Linked DNA regions of Gossypium hirsutum: region 1 is linked to region 2. Evidence: chromatin contacts called from public Hi-C data. All regions are on one chromosome and are shown on one strand. The core of a region is the stretch at or near the end of the contact, and the rest is flanking DNA. Distances in the headings are between cores, read along the strand shown. Region 1 holds the start of LOC107961812 (SH3 domain-containing protein 3). Region 2 holds the start of LOC107963350.

Region 1 (6,388 bases), core at 2,345-4,844, 900 kb before region 2:
TGATTTATGATTGTAATTTGTTTTTGAAAATTGCTATTGAATTTGACTTTCACTTCTTGAGTTATTGCATAAATATATGTATTTGTATTTGATGAGAATGATTTTATTTTAACTATACACATTGGTAGTTTAAAATGTATTGGATCTCCACTAAGTTATAAAAAGTTCAACGGTCGAATTTTTAATCTTGTGCGCATGTGATACTTGGACCGAAGAGTTCCTGGATTCATGATTGAACAACATCTCCAAAGAGTCTCCACAATTCCATATTATGTAAAGACGATTTTCACTTAGCTTAACATTGACATGTACTAAAGTCCACCAGATTAGTTAGTCGTTTTTTTATATTGGTTAATTGACGAGGTTTTGACTGAGTTGTGTTAATTAAATTTAATATTTTAATAACCATAATTTTTGTCAATCGATTCATTATTTGTATTTTTTATGTTTAATTTGTAATAATTGAATGATTAATTGAGTGGGTCACTTTGATGACCAATTTGACACTTCAAATTCGATCAAACGTTTAGGTCAGGTTTGGGGTGTTATAAGGGCAAATAGGAGACTAATTAGGATCTAGTGCTCTTAGTGTAGTTGTTTCGTTGTATATGGTTGTAATTTTTGAACAGATTGATTTAATAAAATTCCATCATTCACATTATTATCTTTTGTGTTTCTCCACAATGGTTTTTGCATGTAAAGCAAAATGTATAAGCATATATTGGTTCATTGGTTACCTAACTTTTAATTAATATTAAGTTGCATCATGTGGTTTAATCATAATGTGAGAAAATAACTTATATTAGTAGGTAATCTAAAAGGTCCATAGTATGAAGAATCAAAATTAAGCAAATTGATTCAAGGGACTATTATGATGTCTATCAAGTCTAATTAGGGAGATTTGTCTTATGTATCGAAGTGGATGACTCACAGAAGATAGAGACATAAATGTGATTGTGTAGATTGATAATATATCAGACATGACCAAGTCGAAGTTATCTTAGATCCGTTTATGGATTTATTTACTTGTGACGTTCATGGTGTGACTTTCCTCAATCCTGAGTAAGTGAGATAAGTGACTAACCATGCGTGTGTGACTCGTATATTTTGATGTATTGAAAGCTTGAGTTCAATTGGTAATAGGGCCGAAAGTTGGTATGTTGGGTATACGACTTTTGCAGGGCATGACTTCATTATTCATAGCCCAAGAAAGGGTAACTGGTATTCTCTCATCGGAATTACATGGTTGATGGAAAAGTAACATGACAATGAGTCATTTGTCTAGGACAAATTATTTAATTACTATGTGTTAGTAATTGACTTTTTCATGAAGAAAGATGTAATGGTTACCATGAAATAAAATATGATCATGTTGGGTGAATGGAATTAATGCAAAGAGATTAGGGAGATCCTATAAAGGTAACACACATATGACAAGATCATCGGACAAGTAAAAAATAAGTTGCTTTCGTAATGTTATATAATAAGAGAGAGTTTAGTCATGGTATTATTAATGGATTGACTCCATCACTAAACAATGTTGCAATTAATAGATGAAGAGTCGAAACTTAATTACAAATTATTTGAGCCTTAATTATATATGTCCAATCAGTCCATCTTTTAGCTTAACACGACCTCTTACATATTGCATTTGAACCAATATGTTGAATGAATGAAAACAACAAGTAGTGAAATAGTTCATATGTATCATTATTTGTAGCGAATGTATTTTCTCATTAAGTACAACAAATAACTTAGAGATTAAATTAATTTCATCGAATTATTATTTAATTGATTATAATTAAATAACTGGAATTATGAAAATTAAATTAATTAGTCATCTCAGTTTTATTAAATAGGACATCATAGTTTCTTACTTATAGATTTTAGTACGATAAAGTCGTTATAAATGTAATGAAATTAGAATTAGATTGAGAAAATAATTTAGGAAATTGAATTAGTTAAATAAATAAGTAAATAATATTTTAAGAATGAAAAATTGGTTATCGAGTTGGATGATTTCTATGAGTTGGTTTAAATATTAGAAAACATGTATAATTGTATCTAGTACATAAGACATGCCCAATAAGCTCATTAGACATGTAACGGGGAACAATCCTAGTTCCCAGAAATGGATGCCGCCTATAGCATAATCTTAATGGGACTATATGTATTTTCTATTAAAACATTATTGATTTGTTACCTCTCTTGTTTAACAAGAAATCTTGTGAGTTTTTCTTATAAGTAAGGACTATGGGTTTGGTCAAAATAGACAACTATTGAGCATAGTTACTCTGTTAGAATTTAGTGCAATTTATTTATAAAGTATTTTTTTTTTCGTGAGAAATTGTGTTTGGTTTCTAGAGAATTAAATTTTCTCATAAGAAAATTAATAATTTTCATTGTGTGTGATTAGTTCATGTGATTAGAGCTCACTCTTTAAATAAATCGAGGGTTTGAGAATAACAAAAAAATTTATGTTAGTTGAAAGCTGAGAAACAATTAAACCACTTAGTCAAAAGCACATGTATTAAGTTTGATAAAAATTATTGTTATAAATAATTCGATTTTTTTAAAAAAAAATTCTATTTTGCAAAAACTTGATCTTTAGATCGAATTTTTCCAACAACTTATACTTGCATAACATCAAATCATGTTGTCAGCCTTGTAAAAAGACACCGTAGATGTAATAAGGGTCCACCATGTCCTAAGATCTACAAACAGGTGTCCAAACCCAAGACTACTGTCCATCTATAATTACCCTCGTAAGAGCAAGCGAAGCTCACACTAAAGGAACTAACCCTTGACCATCCTCCATTAGGACCTAAAAGAAACCAAGCAACTAGGTTCTCTGCACGACGTCCCTCCACTGTATGAGCCAATGTCTTTCCCACCAACTTTTTCTTACCCTCAGCAACATTAATCAATTTCCATCCAATTAAAGATTTAATTGAATTTTTTAAAAGTTAATAAGTAATTTGTCCTTAAACTTGTTTAAAAGCAATTAGTTGGTATTTTCTTTTTTTTTGTACCTAATCGGTATCTAAATTAATATCCTGTCATCCAAATTGGTACCTTTACACTAAAATTGTTAATTTGTATTGATGTGGTGCTAATGGCTAATCCTATAGTGACACGTGATAACTTCTTAGTATGACACATGAAGATATAAATTAAAAAATATATATAATTATTTTAAAAAATATAAATTAATTTAAAAAAGTATAATTTTTTAGAGAAGTTCAAGTATCAATTAGGTATTTTTGAACATTTAGGTATCAACTAATTATTTTTGGATAAATTCATGGGACAAAGTACATGCTAATCCTTAAAAAATTAATGTTGTTAACAAATTAAGAGCAATGCGTGTAACGAAATACAAGTAAATACAAAATAAAATTCAAATATCAATTAAATATTCTTTAACAAGTTTATATTATTATTTTTTAAGAAATTGATTGCAATGAAATGATAAATATTTGAATGATTATTTAAAATTTAGTGGGCTGAAATGATAAAAGTCCAGTCCAGCAAATTTAGCTGAGCTGAAGGCCGACAAAGAAATATAGGTTGGCTCAGAGCTATCCTAAATTAAGAAGCCCATTAATTATTGCATCAACCCGAAAAAAACAAAAATTACGAGACGACAGTGAGGTAATCGAAGGCTTTGGTCACTCAAACGTAGCCAGCCAGCTGCCAGATCTGCTAAGTCGATCAATCGATAAAATAAAATCCAAATTTCAAGAAACTAGTACTTTTTTCTTTCTGTAAATCTGTTTCGTTGTGTTGAGTGGAGGTAGAACTAGAAGAGGCAGCAATGGATGCTTTTAGAAGGCAAGCCAGCAAGCTCAGAGAACAAGTTGCCAAGCAACAGCAGGCAATTTCATCACAACCCTTCACTCCTCTCTCTTTTAATTTATTTTCCTGGGTTTAATGAGAACCGAGTTCTGTTGATTTGGTTGTCAGGATAATGGAGGAAATCTGGGAAAATGAAAGCAAAGATTTTATTTAGTCTTGGATTACAGAATTAGATTTGTTTAATTACTTTGACTTCTAGAAGTTTGGGGGCCTAATGTATATGTTTCAAGAATTAAATATTTAATTGTGGAGTTAATTCTAAACGTTAAATTGTAATTTATAATCATCAAAGACGAATCATTCTTTTTTAGGTAAATTAGCTAGTTCCATGTCCTTTGAGTTTGTTTTCTGCTATATTCTCAAAAAACTGTACCTACCATTAGATTGCCCTACATTTTCTAACATAGGGAAAAGAGTAGATGCAGAGTTTCCAGAAGCTTTTGTTATTGCAAAGCTTCATCCTTTACCTGAAAGTTGAGTAATCAGTAAGATCTCAAGTGCTTCCAAGTGTTGATTGATTGGCTTTTATCTTTGCAAGTGTTTTTGCATTTGGTTTAAACATGGGCATGGATGTCATTCATTTGGTTTACCTTGTTAGGATCATTTACTCGAAAACAATATCATCCTATCTTATTCTAACTGGGCTAATTTTGTTTGAATTGAGTCCTGACAGGTTACCCTTAATTCTTATGTTTATGTTAGTTTTGCTAGTTGCATTTTTCTTGAGATGATCAATGTCTTCTCCTATTGAGTTAAAAGAATTTTTTTTGCAGGCCGTAATAAAGCAATTCAGTGGAACTGGTTATGAGAGCTCAGATGTTGTAGTTATTGACGAGATTGAGATGCAAAGGCATCAACAACTGGACAAATTGTACAAGTCCACTCGTTCAGCTAGGGTAAACAACATTTCCATCATAAATTTGTGAAACTTAATTTGATAATCCTGTCATATTGCTTTGTTCTCTGTGAATCCGTGTTATTCATATCTTCACAAATGAAGCCATTTTCAGTATGTAACTTTAGTGCATCCTATCTACTTGAGTTACAGTTAAGTACTTCAGTTAAATCCCTTTGGTGTCATTTTAACTAAATAAAATTTCAAAGGTAACAGTTACTCTGCGAGTGCGCCTGGTTGGAGGAACAAAATTTATTATGAGAGCTACTAATGGCTGTACTATATTCTGATATTTAGTTTCTCAATTTGCCTAACTTTCATAAAAACTAATTTCTCTTAATTTTCTTTTATATTTACTGCAAGTTTAATACCCATGGAGTGCTTGCTTAACGATTTTACCGCTCTTCCTTTCAGGATTTTCAAAAAGAAGTTATTAAAGCTGCAGAAGCATTTACAGCCATCGGGTATAAGCATATTGAAACAGGTGCAGCATTAATTCATACCTTTTTAATTTTGTTGTTCTGACATGAATTTTGTGCGATTGAAATAAATAACATATATTGTGAAGATAAAGCTTTATCTTTATGGTTCTTAATCTTTATGATAATCAGGAACCAAGTTCTCTGAAGAATGCTGCCGATATGGAACTGAAAACAGTGAAAACATCAACGAAAATGTTCTTGCCAAAGCTGCAGCTATTTATGGTGATGGTTGTAAACATGTAGAGAAGGAGCAAGAAGATTTGATTAAGTTGTTATCCCAACAGGTTGACATTTATCGGATGTTGTGTTTTGAAAGACTCTTTTCATCACATCATAAAATAAATTTTTAGTTATGTACTTGTAAACACATTCAATCCAAAATGAGTATGATGCTTTCTTGTATTCCTTGCTAAATGTTACCAGACTATGTTTTTGTATGCATTCAAAGAATTTGTATGTCCTTTGTCCTGTTGCATGCTTTTGTTACATTTTATTGAGAATAACTAGTGCTGATTAGAAACATGACCCTTCTATTTCAAAATACGTAAGGTTTTGGATCCCTTGAGAGCAATGAGTGCTGGTGCTCCTTTGGAAGATGCTCGTCATCTTGCTCAACGCTATAGTCGAATGAGGCAGGAAGCTGAGGCACTGGTAAGTAATCATACAGAACAGCACCCCTTGCATTAGTAATTTTCTATATATTAAACAACAGTTTAAATTTCTTAAGATTGTCTTCGGAAATACACAACTGATACTAAATATGATAAGCAAGCAGGCAGCAGATATTTCCAGAAGACAAGCAAGAATAAGAGAAGCGCCAATTCCTGAAAATGTTGCGAAGTTGCATGCTGCTGAAGCAAAGATGCAGGAACTGAAAGCAAATATGGCAGTTCTGGGTAAAGAAGCTTCTGCTGCATTGGCTGCTGTTGAAGCACAGCAGCAAAGATTAACTTTACAGAGGCTTGTAGCTATGGTATAGATGTGCATTACTTCAGTGTATACAGTCTCCAACTTGAAGCTTATCTTAATTCATAGATGATATTCAAGATTTTGATCTATGCATTTATAGGTTGAAGGGGAAAAGACTTATCATTTAAGAGTGGCTGCAATTCTTAATGAGATTGAAGCTGAGGTTATTTCCTGGCTTCCTTGT
Region 2 (6,205 bases), core at 2,431-4,930:
TCTTTTCTTTCTGACACCTAGTATATAGCTAGAAAGAAGGCTTAGCTAAACTAATTAGCTAAAAAGCAGACAAAACATAAAAGCAAAATCTAAACCAAGGAGTTTACCTGATAACCAGCAATATCCTGGACAGATGATTTTATATCAGCATCCATTTTCTCCACATCAACAAAACTAGTTGAATTGTCCTCACTATTAGAATTAGCTTGATGAGGTGCTTTTAGACAGCTTGGTATTTCACCAATCCAGGCACCAATATTGGTTTCTGTTGCTATTTCACCAGGCCAGCCAAAAGCATCCTTAATCTTTTGGATTACCAGTACACAAAATGTCTCCAACTACCAATACTCAATCAAGATCAGTTGATAAATAAAAGCAACTTTTTAAATTAATAAAAAATAATAATAAACCAGAAAAGATAAAAGAGAACAGAACTTCAAAAAGGAACTACGATTAAAGGTTTCAAACATTAGCCTCTAAATTGCTAGGGATGTTCACTTGAATGCATTGTGACCATATTATATACAATCAAGCCACCAGCAAGTTTTAAATTTACTCTTAATCCAAACTTAGTCCATTCTCTTAACTTATTAAACAGGGATGTACCACACAAGCTCAAACATCGCATATTAACGTACAGGCACAGTCCTAGAATGGTTCAGCTGTTCAGGTGCTCCTTGAACAGTATATGGGTCTCTGAAGAAGCTAGCAAGTTCCCTCTTTGCTAGAAGAATCAACAGTAAGAAATGGAAGTATAACATTTTTGAGAGAGTTGGAAATAATTTTCAAGAACATTGTGTTTGCCAAAGAGCTCTAGGTCATGGATAGGATGTGGATTAAATCTTGAGAAATAAAAATTTTCAGGAAATAAGCATTGCTCCTGGCCATCTGAGCTTGGTTAGGCATTGTTGTCGCAAAAGTGCAAACTAATCAGCAAGCAGAACAAGAAACGGGATGTGCCCTGATGGTTGTCTTAAAACTTTCTCTTTATGGCAGTTACTCTTCCTCCAAGTTTCTCCTCTGATGGTTAAGTTTGTTTAGCTACAAATACTTTTTCTTCTTGTTGCTAATATTTCTTCAACAAGATTCCTCTTCAGTCTATAAATGGTGCTCTAGAGTTATATATCAAATTCCTAAATCACATGAATCTTTGGCAGCAAAGAAAATACATGCAACACCACAAGGACAAATAGCATAGAAAATTCCTAGGGAAAACCAGTTTGCCTATTCTAATACTAGCATTAACAGAGCATGGATACAATAATAAATACACAGATATTACTGAAACTGAATTAGTACAAAGCCACAAAGAAACCAGTGTATTCCCACCTTTTCAGCATCTACAGATTGAATTGTTGTAGACTCAATAATTGATGATGGAGACCGAGATTTTCCAAGGTACTTCCCTCCTCTGCCTAGATAAGGAAAACTAAATAGACTGATACTACTGATGGTAATGAGAAGAATTCCACTTGCAATGATGGAAGATATTACTTTCAAGAAAGAAGAGTTCCTCTGTAAGAAATTGAAACAATTAGACAAAGACTAAGAACTTGATTCAATTCAAATACCAATACTTTTATCAGCTAGATCCTTCAAGTTCATAAAAGGCTAAACACCTTGAAAAGAAAAAGACCACAAAATAAGAGAAGAAAACAAAAAAATTTCAAATTAGTCAAATATAGCAAAGAGTTCATGAAATTCTAACAATTACTATTGAATATTCTCCAAGAGATAGTTTCAAACATCCTTGATATGTCTATCCAGTACTGGGTTTAACACTTCTCCAAGCATTATCAATAATCTTACACATACTTCCACAATAAAAAGCATTAAAACTTGTTTAATATTTGCTTAACTGATTTATTAAATTACAAATTATTTACAGTCACCTCCTATCTTAAAATTTCTAAACATCTAACATGCGGAGATCAGCCAATGCGCAAACAAAAGTATGATAAAACCAAACAACAATAAAGCTTCAAATTTTAACAATCAATATGCATTTTGATACCTTTGCTTTGGTCAAGCTGTTGTAATTGGCAACCATGCCACTGTGTAGTTGTTTCTTGGGCAGTGTGTAAACATCTTCATAGTACATATCTAATATATCAGCCAATCCAACCTACAAATTTTTATAAGCTAGCATCAAAAGAGAAGGATAGTATCTGCGAAATAATGCACAGTAATAAGCTAAATACAATAAATAAAGAAAAAGATGAAACACCAAAGGGAAAGAATAAAGTACCATTTGGGAGTGTGTCAAAAGAACTTGCCACCTACTCCCGTTAGATTCTCTCCATCCTTCAAACTTTACATCCTTAAGTGTATTTGCATCTATTTCCAGCCGATAGGCAGGTATATACTCACTTGTCCAAGCACTAAACTCATGACCACCATTCTTTTCCAGCTTAGACTGCAAAGGATGAGTCCACCAATAGTTTTTCTGCCTCAGATCCATAGCATTGAAACTCTCTTTACTGGAATTAAAACTTTCAAGAAGATTCCTGGCATTTTCAACAATATCATCTTCAAACACTTTATGTAAAACAACAGATGAATCTTTTGATACAATCCCTTTTGATTTCCGAAACCAGCGAAAGAAGCTTGAGGGAGTTTTTCCCAATAAATTTTCCAGGAAATGTTTTTCAGTGCTTTGTAAAGCTGAGATGCAAACTACTTCACCGAGCACAGAGATAACCCTTTCTTCTGATGACCGGAGAGTGAAAGAGGCTGGAACCTGCTGTTAGTAAATGCATAACAAGAGAACCGAACCTATCAGTATCAAGTGGAACCTGCAGAAAAAACATTAATTATGGCATTACACGGAAAAATCCGACATACAGATAACAAACTTGAACAGAATCCACAAAAATGAAATACCAGCGGTTATCTAACCTCTCTTGGATTTTCAAGATCTTCCATATCTCTTTCAGTTCCAGGTCGAAACAAAACCAGTTCGAAACTCCAAATCTTTTGCATAACCACTTGCCTAAAAGTCATAGCCAGTATGTTTTTTGCTGATGTTCCGGCAAAAATATCTTCAGAAAATGACTTTTTCAGCTTTTGAGCTTTTTCTTTAACTTTCCTAGCCGGCAAAAACTGTTCCCAAAAAAATTAGATAAATATTTAACGGCTAATTTCCTATTTTGATAAAGGACGGGAATGAACGAACCAATCGTGTAGAAACGGTGGCGCTTTTAGCGGTTGGACCTGGGAAAACGGTTTCAATAACCATAGCGGGGATACCGGAGTCGACGTGCTCGGTGGCGGCTCGGCCTCCATCAGCAGCAGCAGCCGTCAAAGCCTGATCGAAGCTAACGGCCCCAACGAGTGTGAGGCGAGCGAGGTCGTTTTCGTAGGTTCGAACACAAGGGAGCGTGGTTCCATCGGAGTCCGCTATGAATTTTAGGGCTTCCTGTTCGGTGGATGGAGCCGGCTTAGGAGAAGAACGGGAGAGGATAAGGAAGGGAATCTTGGGGTTGCGGAAGGGTAGCTTGGGGAAAGAAGTGAACTTTTGGGGGGAATGAGAGGGGAATTGGATGGAAAATGGACGGGAAAGTGAATGAGTGAAAGCCATTGATGATGAAAGCAGAGGGTTTTAGGGATTTTAGAAGGGTTTTTACTTTTTTTTCCTTTAATTTTTAGTTTTGAACGTTGAGGGCAGGCGCATGTTAGCTAGATGGACACGTGGGTAGACATTGAGCTAAATAGGTTGTAGGGTCTGGACAACTGTTTTCAAGAAAACGGTGTCGTTTAAACAGCCGTGCATTTAACTCTATAAATTAGAAAATCTCAATCCCTCTCTTCTTTCTTCTACTACCTCTGCTTGGAAACGCATCGAAAAGTTAGGGTTTTCGCTCCTTACGATTATCGAGATCGTCCTTTTGTAAGTTCAATTATTCTACTTGATTCTTTATCGATGAGATTCGAGTTATATTGGTTATCATTTTTTTTCTAAATAAAAATTTATTCTTTTTCTTCTCGCTTAGATTAATCTGGTGGATGTTTTGTCGGCCGGATTGATTAGCCTTTGAAATTTGCCTAATTCTTTTTTTTTCTAATATTGCATAACCTTAAGAAGAAAAGAAAATCGAAGAACGAATTTAAATGCTTTTTGAGAAATTTGAGGGGAAAAAATATTGTGTTTTACCGCTTAAACTAAATATTTTTTCCCGAAGGAAGAATGTCTAAAATAATTAGTTAGGGTTTGAATTGAAGAATCTGGTATTCTTTGAGAACTTTTTAAAAAAAAACTTTGTAATTTCAGAAATTTTATGCTTATTTTACTTGTAATTTGAAATGTTGAAGGAATTGAAGTATGGGAAAGAGGAAATCAAGAGCAAAGCCTGCTCCTAAGAAGCGGATGGATAAGCTTGACACTGTGTTCAGCTGCCCCTTTTGTAACCATGGAACCAGTGTTGAGTGCCGCCTGTAAGTACAAACTTCTTATGCTTGTTTTATGAGAAATTGTGCCCATATTGTGACCTAATAACTGAGATAATTTTGAGACAATGCTTCTTTTTCAACTTTCAATGGGTAAACATTGTTATCCATTTTTGTTTTTGATGAAAGATAAAAGGAAAAAGTTGTATTATGTCAATGGCGTTTGTATCATAAGAATTTACGAGAAAATATATGTTCCAGTGATATGAAGAACTTGATTGGCGAAGCCTCTTGCAGAATATGCCAGGAAAGCTTTAGCACTGTTATAACAGGTACTTATGATACCAATACCTTGTGGCTGGTAAAGAACTTCAAATATTTTGCAAGTTGTGATGAAAGCTAAGTTGGCTGCCTTTTTATTGACTCATCCATGTTTCTTTGTTTATGTATTTGCAGCTTTGACTGAACCAATAGACATGTAAGTGCATATCAATGTGATTTTTAGTGTTTGCTCCGTCACCTATCAGTGTGGAGTTTAGTCTTTACCTCACTCTCTTGCTTATATTCTTGTGACTTCTCAGATACAGTGAATGGATTGATGAATGTGAACGTGTTAACAACCTTGAAGAAGAGGACGATGGGGATCAGGATGAAGGTTATGTGCCTAGAAAACGGGTTTCGACATCTGAATGGGACTAGCAGTAGCGATGGATGTTTTAGTACTTACCAAGGCTGTAATTATGTTAGTTTTCTGTGGGGAGTAGTTGTGTGCAAGTATGCATATCTTACAGCATCTTATGGTATGAATAGCCTAAATGATCCATTGTATGCTAAGCAAGAGCTTCGTCAAATGGCTATCAGATACTCGTTTTGTGTTGTTATGTTGATTTAATGCAATTACGTGATCCTATTATGAATGATGCTGCACATGGTTTTACGCAAAGCTATCCGGTTTTATCGTCGAAGAGCTAAAAGATTAACAGCTTGTTTGGTTGGCTGTAATAGCCGACCGGTTCCATGTCCATCCTAAGTGCTACAGGACGTTAGTTTGGTTGGCTGAATGCTATTCAGCAGTATAGCTCATTACAGGACTACTATTCCTCAAAGTTCCTGAATAGTCATCTTTTTACTTCATCATCTGAATAGCTATTCTAAGCAACTCAAAATAGATATTATTCTTTTATTTCCATTTTAACCCAAAATCAAAAGGGAAAAGAAAAAAATTGGTAAGAACAAAAATCATTCAACACATCATCAAGAGAGAAATTTGCAGTAAATTGAAGAGAAACTTTGATTGAGTTAATTCATGGGTCATTGTAGGTGGGTATTCGATTGGTGGTGAATAAAATAGAAAAATAGTAATGAAAGCTACAAATAAGTTGGGTAGATCTGAATTTTTGTGATGAATTCTGGGAAAGCAAAACTAAGAGAGAAAAGAAAAAGAGAATCATATAATTATTTTGGATTGGTCACAACTAAAGTGGCGGTGGAGATAGCGATGATCGTTGTCAGAATCTGGAATTTAATAAAAAGCTTTCTCCAAATAATGAACATTTGAGAAAGAGAATAAATTAAAGAAGGAAAAAGTAAAAAAAACTTATATATTAATTAAAATTTATTATATTTATTTAATATTTTACCATTTTATTGAAGTACTATGAATATACATTTTACATATTGAATAATATAAATATATATTACATATTGAATAATAATTATATTAAAATATGATTAAATTATTTTATTTTTTATTAAATTATATTTAATAATAATTTTATTAAAAAATTAATAACAATAATCATATACTTAAAATAATTTT

The links. A called contact is a pair of places that touch in the nucleus more often than the background predicts.
Region 1: a Hi-C map of leaf shows a contact between it and region 2, with 2.9 times the contacts expected there. The contact joins the promoter of LOC107961812 here to the promoter of LOC107963350 in region 2. A contact is called at or near these places in 2 of 34 Hi-C or Micro-C datasets (hypocotyl and leaf).

Annotation. Positions count from the first base shown.
Region 1 is chrA06:107,157,817-107,164,204 of Gossypium_hirsutum_v2.1, reverse strand. LOC107961812 (SH3 domain-containing protein 3) reads left to right here and starts at 3,594. Exons shown (of 10, transcript XM_016897966.2): 1 at 3,594-3,877; 2 at 4,632-4,754; 3 at 5,168-5,237; 4 at 5,365-5,519; 5 at 5,785-5,886; 6 at 6,011-6,208; 7 at 6,305-6,367. The coding sequence starts at 3,818.
Region 2 is chrA06:106,255,690-106,261,894 of Gossypium_hirsutum_v2.1, reverse strand. It overlaps LOC107963350, which reads right to left and starts at 3,680. Exons shown (of 8, transcript XM_041115878.1): 1 at 3,176-3,680; 2 at 2,899-3,102; 3 at 2,249-2,743; 4 at 2,015-2,125; 5 at 1,330-1,515; 6 at 108-338. The coding sequence starts at 3,580. It overlaps LOC107962965 (transcription elongation factor 1 homolog), which reads left to right and starts at 3,746. Exons shown (of 5, transcript XM_016899550.2): 1 at 3,746-3,889; 2 at 4,312-4,434; 3 at 4,648-4,718; 4 at 4,843-4,864; 5 at 4,968-5,303. The coding sequence starts at 4,322. The coding sequence ends at 5,085.